Regions from separate parts of the Gossypium hirsutum genome. Here region 1 is linked to region 2. A link is a contact called in public Hi-C data. All regions are on one chromosome and are shown on one strand. The core of a region is the stretch at or near the end of the contact, and the rest is flanking DNA. Distances in the headings are between cores, read along the strand shown. Region 1 holds the start of LOC107925667 (E3 ubiquitin-protein ligase BRE1-like 2). Region 2 holds the start of LOC107925354.

Evidence for each region. A called contact is a pair of places that touch in the nucleus more often than the background predicts.
Region 1: a contact with region 2 is called in a Hi-C map of leaf, with 4 times the contacts expected there. The contact joins the promoter of LOC107925667 here to the promoter of LOC107925354 in region 2. A contact is called at or near these places in 5 of 34 Hi-C or Micro-C datasets (hypocotyl, leaf and seedling).

The regions. Positions count from the first base shown.
Region 1 is chrA08:20,282,317-20,285,770 of Gossypium_hirsutum_v2.1, forward strand. It overlaps LOC107925667 (E3 ubiquitin-protein ligase BRE1-like 2), which reads left to right and starts at 1,318. Exons shown (of 18, transcript XM_041074592.1): 1 at 1,318-1,620; 2 at 2,912-3,073; 3 at 3,160-3,247; 4 at 3,392-3,454. The coding sequence starts at 1,519.
Region 2 is chrA08:19,710,641-19,714,116 of Gossypium_hirsutum_v2.1, forward strand. LOC107925354 reads right to left here and starts at 1,966. Exons shown (of 2, transcript XM_016856098.2): 1 at 31-1,966. The coding sequence starts at 1,627. The coding sequence ends at 950.

The DNA.
Region 1 (3,454 bases), core at 68-2,567, 570 kb after region 2:
AATCCTTTCTTATAAATATTATCCCTTTTTGAAACTTTAATCCAAATATATGTAATATTTTAATTTGCTAGGTTTATGTTTTCTATGTTATGTTAATATTTAATATGAGTTATATATTCAAAGTATATTTTAAAATAAAATAATACAAATGTGTTAAAAACATTAATTAAAAAAATCATTTTTAAAATAATACAATTGTGTCACTATCTAATTACAAATATTTAATTATTATATTTAAATATTTAAATATAGTTTATATATTCTAATTGAATTTAATAAATAATTAAAATAAATTACTTAAAAATATTTAAAATTAATATTATATATTAAAATATTAACAATAAGTTATAATAAATTATTTTTTATATATTGGTAAAATATCATAATATTAACTAATTTGAACATTATTTAAATATATTTGTTAGTTTATAATATCATGTCTAAAATGGACATTTTATTTCTCAAAAGCACTTTTTGACAACAATATTAAACACTCAAATTTTCAAAAGCACTTTTTCATAATACTTTTCAAAAGCATTGCCAAACAGACCTTACGTATGAAATCACAAAGGGGATGATGGTGATGGTGACGCTGATAACCTAGAATTTCAAATTGCACAAATATTTATATTTTTAGAGTATAAAAGATTAGAGATTTTCTATTATTTTACGGTTTACTTCAATATTTATCATATATAAATATTATTTATTATATTTATTAAAAATTCTTTATTCTATCTAGATTATTTATTAAATTTAGTTGAAATTCTTTATTTATCTCGTTAATTTATTAACTTCATTTGAAATTATCTAGTCCTACCTTTTTAATCTAATCAAATTGTTTAAGTTTGAACCAAAATTATAAATTTTAATTTACAAAAGAAGGTTACATATCATGAAATTAAATACTTCATGTCGCCTCTAAAATGTTACAAATTTTATAATAAAGTTTTAAAAAATAAATATAATTATTTGAATTGCGAATACAATAAACTAATTTAAACCTAATATAAACTATAAAAAAAATTTACAAAATCATGGTTGAATCGTTAAACCCACTAATTCTATTAAATAATTTTTTAAAAAAATTATAAAAAAAAAAATAGAAAAAAACTAATGAAACCGGTTAAACCAATTTAATTAGATCATATTAACTCACCCGTCAACCGATCAATATCTCTCCAAACTAATACTTCGACCACTTATTGATCCAATCGGTCTGATCGGCCGGTTTAATTTGGTTCAACCAACTATTTGACGAAGGTTGGTTGAAGAGCAACAAAGCTATAAGGTTAAACGCCACCGTTTTAACGGGTGATGCATCTTTCTTCTGCTTTTTTCTCAATATACGACTCCGTAGAAAGCAAATTACTGGAATCTATCATTCTCGGAACGAGTAGAGTTTGTAAGTTAGGGTTTTGGGAACGCATGATGATTGGGATTTGATGGTGTGGCGAAAGAGTAATCAAGTGTAAAAGAGAGGGGAGGGGGTGTAAATCGCAATCCTAACTGCAGTAAATGGAAAGCTTTGAATCTGAAGAACCAGAGAAGAAGAGGCCTCACTTGGATTCTCCCGCCATGGCCCGTAATTCCTCCACTTCTCCCAACCACACCAAATCTGTAATCTCTCTCTCACACTTTTTTTTCTTAAATATATTGTTTTCCTCTTTAATTTCTTGATAAATTAATGGGTTTGCATGATTTTATTCGCTTTCTTTTTGAGCTATAATTTCTCCTCAAATCAAAATTGCTCTGGAATACATTTTGTTTTGTCCTGTCGCCCGGAAGAATCAAATGTTAAAACTGAAATATTGAATCTTGGGACATTACTTTCGACTGTTCACAAAATGGAAAGTTGATCTAAAATTTTTCCTGCTATTAGTTTTCTTCTTGGATGCTCAGTTGTATTCCATTTCTTCATGGTCTCTGGGTTATTCATGGAAAATTTTAATTTCAAATGCTTTCTCTCTGCCGTCGAGACAGTATAGGAAGAGAAGGGGAATTTATTTATTACTTGTTGTGGATCAATTTTGATTTAATTTATTGTTAGTGGTGGATAAGTAGTTTGCTGCGAAACTCGATTCCCCTTCCCCTGTGGGTCTATACGGGGAAAAAGGAAAACAAGCTCTTTCTCTTAGCGATTTACCCATAATCAGTATATCACTGATATGCTTTTGTTTGTTTAGATTTGCGGATTTAGGGTGACACACCAAAATTAAGGGTTTTAAAAAAAAAAAAATCTTTTTTTCACTTAATTTATCTGCTAGGGTTATGTAACTCCAATTATTATTAAATTGAGCTGATAATGTGAATAGTTGAAGTAGTTTGCACTAACCGAGTAGGTTTGCTGCATCAATGCTGTATATGTCAAATGGAAATATTGTAAATTAATGAAATGTGATGTCTTTTTCATCATCTCAAATTATTTGAGTTGCCTATTTGGATCTATCTTAGAAATTGAAAATTTCCCTAAACTTCTAGTTATATTCTGGTCTCTTATCTGATTCAAACCATTCCTAGACTTGTCATGAATCAGTTTTAGGCATCTGATTATATGCATGGGCACCATAAATCCACCAGTTTGCACATTTTGTTGAGTTGATAAGCTAAGCCCTGAGCATAACCTAATTCAATATCAGGCATACCTAAAGATGAGTGGAGATATACTGTCCCCTGCCACCCGATTGAATTTGCCTTTCACTTTTTATACATGATTTGATTTTTCAGAGTGCCCTCTTATTATCACTATGATATTTCTGCATACACCCCAATGTGTAAGGTTGGTGCACATGTCAAGTAAATTTAAAATTGATAAAATCCGTTTTTGAACTTTTTCCCTGCATGTTTACAAATTTGTGTTTTTAATTCTCTCATGCATTTTATTTGATATAGAGGAATTCTTTTTATCCAGGTTGATGCGGCAGTTCTCCAGTACCAGAATCAAAAACTTGTCCAGCAGTTAGATATTCAGAAACATGAGTTGCATGATCTTGAAACCAAAATTAAAGAATTAAAAGACAAGCAAGCCTCTTATGATGATATGTTGATAACTGTGAACCAACTCTGGAATCAGGTATTTTTTTATGGCACTCTTTTACTTTCATCTGTTTTGATCATTATGATTTTTTTATAGTTCTTTTTTGTTACTCTACTCTATAGTTGGTTGATGATTTGGTCCTGCTTGGAATACGAGCTGGAGGAGGCCATAATGCTTTACGAATATTGGACGAAGCTGACAATTCTCGAGGTTCAGATCAGACTAATTTTTTGTTGAACAAATTTACTTTTGTGTGTTTTTGGAGTTGGGAGAGGTAGTGCTGTGTCTTTTAATAGTAAAAAGTCAAAGTGTAAGTTCTCTCAAATTTACAATACATTAACTTGCCCTCTTTAGGTTCTATTCCATCATGCCCTGTGGAGGAGATGTTTCTTTGTAGGCTTCTAGAAACAGATTTTA
Region 2 (3,476 bases), core at 716-3,215:
CCCCATTACCCATTAAAAGAAAGGACTTACCGGAGTACGGAGTAGAACCATGTAAATTCGAAGTGTCTCGATAAATGTGATGAGTAGCCCCTGAGTTCTACTGGAAATGGAACATAAGAAGTAGTAGTACTAAAATTAGAATCATATGCTATAGCATTAGAATAATCCGAAGCATGCAACTCAAGAAGCCTGGGGGAATCCCAACAAACTGAGACGAGTCATACGAAGAGGAATCCACACTAAACACACGAGTACGCAATTTTATATGCCACAGAGCCTCATGAACAGTCTGTCAGGATCTATCAACATTCACACAATTAGCAGAGGGCCCAGGCAAAACATGATCATCATTCGAATGGGACCGGACTGACCCACTAAGCCCATGCGGTCGAGAAGCCGGCCCACCATACGAATAGCCCAAAGAATCACCACCAAATTGTGGACCAAGAAAATGACGGCCAGTACCAAAATCACACTCATAAGGTACAGAATTGAAATTTGGGCCATCAATATCATTCGGCCCGTTACCATATTGGGCAAATGAATTAAAACCATTATTTTTATATGCTGCAGGTGGCCCACGCGAGGCAACATTATCAAACCTATCATTCGACTGAATTTGAGACCTCCAATTTTGACCAAGAGACCCCCAATTTTGACCATACTCAAGAGGTCTGTTCCCACGCTCCAACTCGCCCCTATTCGCACCAAACGCAAACCCACCATATCGCACCGCCGGTGCTGGTGCTTCTAACTGTGGCTGCCAACCACGGTCATATCAATAGTAACACCGCTGTTCGAGATGACCGAATCGATTGCAGATCTGACATTAGATTCATGGACGGAAGCTTCAACCACGACCACGACCAAAAGGGCGACCACCACGAAAGGCCCCGTCCGTCGGCTGCAACTGAGTCCCTTCCACAATGTTCACAGCCACCAAAACATTCTAAATAGAGCAAATCTGTCGAGCTTCATATTCAATCAGAGCATCGACAAGCTGTTGAAAAGGTAACGAAACTGGGGAGAGCGACGCATGGGAGACAATGGCTTCAAACTCAGATGAGAGTCCAGCGAGAAGGACCACCGTTCGTTCAGCCTCTGAAGTTGGAGATCCAGATGCTGCAAGAAGAGCACACAAGGTTTTGATCTTGTCAACATACAACTGAATAGAGAGATTACCTTTCCGGAGAGAATGAAGTTCATGACGCAATTGCGATTGCTTCGCAGTAGTATCAGCGGCGAACAAGTTATTCGCCATGATCCAGACATCACCGGCAGTCTGAACATCCGTGAATGACGATAGGAAGGAAGAGCTGATCGTGGACAACAACCACGAGGTAAGTAGATTATCTTGTTGATCAAAAATGGATGCAGACGGATTGGTGACAAGAGCGCCATCGAAGGACTGGACAAATCGCGGTGGAGCCGTAAACGTTCCGTCAATAAATCCGAGCAAACCATAACCACGAAGAATGAGACGAATTTGCTGCTGCCACTGAATGAACAAATCAGTATCAAGCTTCACAACCTCATGCCGAGGAAAGGACGTGACCACAAGATCACCAAGAAACACCGAGCCAGTAGGCTTAACGAAGTCAGAGTCGGTGGAATGCGTGGTAACCATGGCCGAGGATCACCGTGCGACTGATACCATGATAGAAACCTAGTAAGCTAATGACTACTTAACAAAAGATTTTACAGAGAACTAGAAAATATTTGCATTCAAATTTATTAAACTTGCTTGCTTTGAATAGTGCCCAAATACACGTATATATACACTTGATAAAGCCTTCACTACTGTTAACAAATTACAAGCTCACTAACTGCTTAACCACCTAACTAATTACACATTAAACACATGTGTAATCTCGTACTATAACAAGGAGAAATTTATAACCTTTACAATTCCTATCTTTTTCACAAGGCTTTAATAGAACATTTCATAATTTTTGTGGCTCAATTAAAACTCTCCTAATTTACAATTAGTGATATAAAAGAGAGTAAACAAAAAAACCTTCTACAAGGTGTGTGTTTACAAAAATTGAGCTCTCAATACAAAGATATGTGAATGATAAAAGATTTGACACTAAGCTTCTAGAGAATATTTATAAGAGAAATGAATAAATAAATATTTGAATGACTTTCTCTTGATCTTGATGTTTGGATATTTCTCTCTTTAATCTTGAAGTGTTCTTGAAGTGTATTTATATCAAATAACAAGTTTGTGGACATTTATGGCTAGGGGGTGAGTGTTCGATTGAAACAAGTTAAACAGAATCAAGTGAAAAAAGTTCAAGTTAGTCGAGTTAATGAATCCTATTTTATCAACAATTTGAAAATTTGAAAATTTGAAGATTTGAAATTTTTTTAAATCAAGTCGAATCGAATCGAATATATTTATTTGAGTTAAATTAAAAAAAATAAACCAATTCAAAAATAATTACATAAGTTTTATTTTATTAATTTTTTAATTATACTGTTTTTTTTTATTTTTTTTTCTAAAATATTAACTAAAATTCTCATTTTTATATATTTTTAATTTTTTTTTGAATTTTTAAAAATTATATTGATATATTTTATAATTTTCTATAATTTTATTTTTAAAAATTCAATATTTTCTATTTTTTTATTTTTAAATTTTTAGACTATATATACATATCAACATGGATATCACGTCTCATATTATAATTGGCTGAAAATTGCCAAGTGGTATGTTCTAATTGTGTCGTATGTCAATTAATTTTTTAATATTGTTAATGTGATTGGGCTGAAATTAGTTAACATGATGTAACTTTATATATCAATTTATATAAAAAAAATTAAGTACTAAATTTTTTAAAATAGTATACTTTAAAAGTAAAAAAAAAAAAACCTTTAAGCCAAAGCTATACATTTGTAGCTCAAAAAAACTTTGAAAATTTTTCAAATCGAGTTGGGTCTAATCAAATATATTTATTTGAATTAAATTTAAAAAATTAATTAATTCAAAAGTAATTATAGAAATTTTAGTTTTTTTTTTAAATAATCATAATCAAGTGTATATTATACTCAATAAATATATAAGTGAAATAGTTAAAAATTTTCCTTTTTTAAATAAAGATACGACATTTTAAATTATAAACAACTCTTTAAAGAAAAAGATAGCTATAATTATAAAATTTTCCAAATACTTAACTGGGTTTAAGAAAAAAAAGCTTAAACTCAACTTAGCTACAAGATAGATAAGTCTCACTTTACTACACTATGACATTTTTTTCCTTTGTCTCAGGCAATTAAATAAAGTATCAAATAAAATAAAAATCTCGTATTAGTAAAGTAAGCTCTATTTAATACTTCCCACACTAAACTCATTTTAAAATCAGCTAAAATTAAAATTCAAAGAAAGAAAAAAGAAGCAAGGAGCAAGGAATTGCTGAAAAAGTGGAAGGGTTGATGAGAGAGACCTTTGGAGAAAGGAACAATGCGGCAATGGG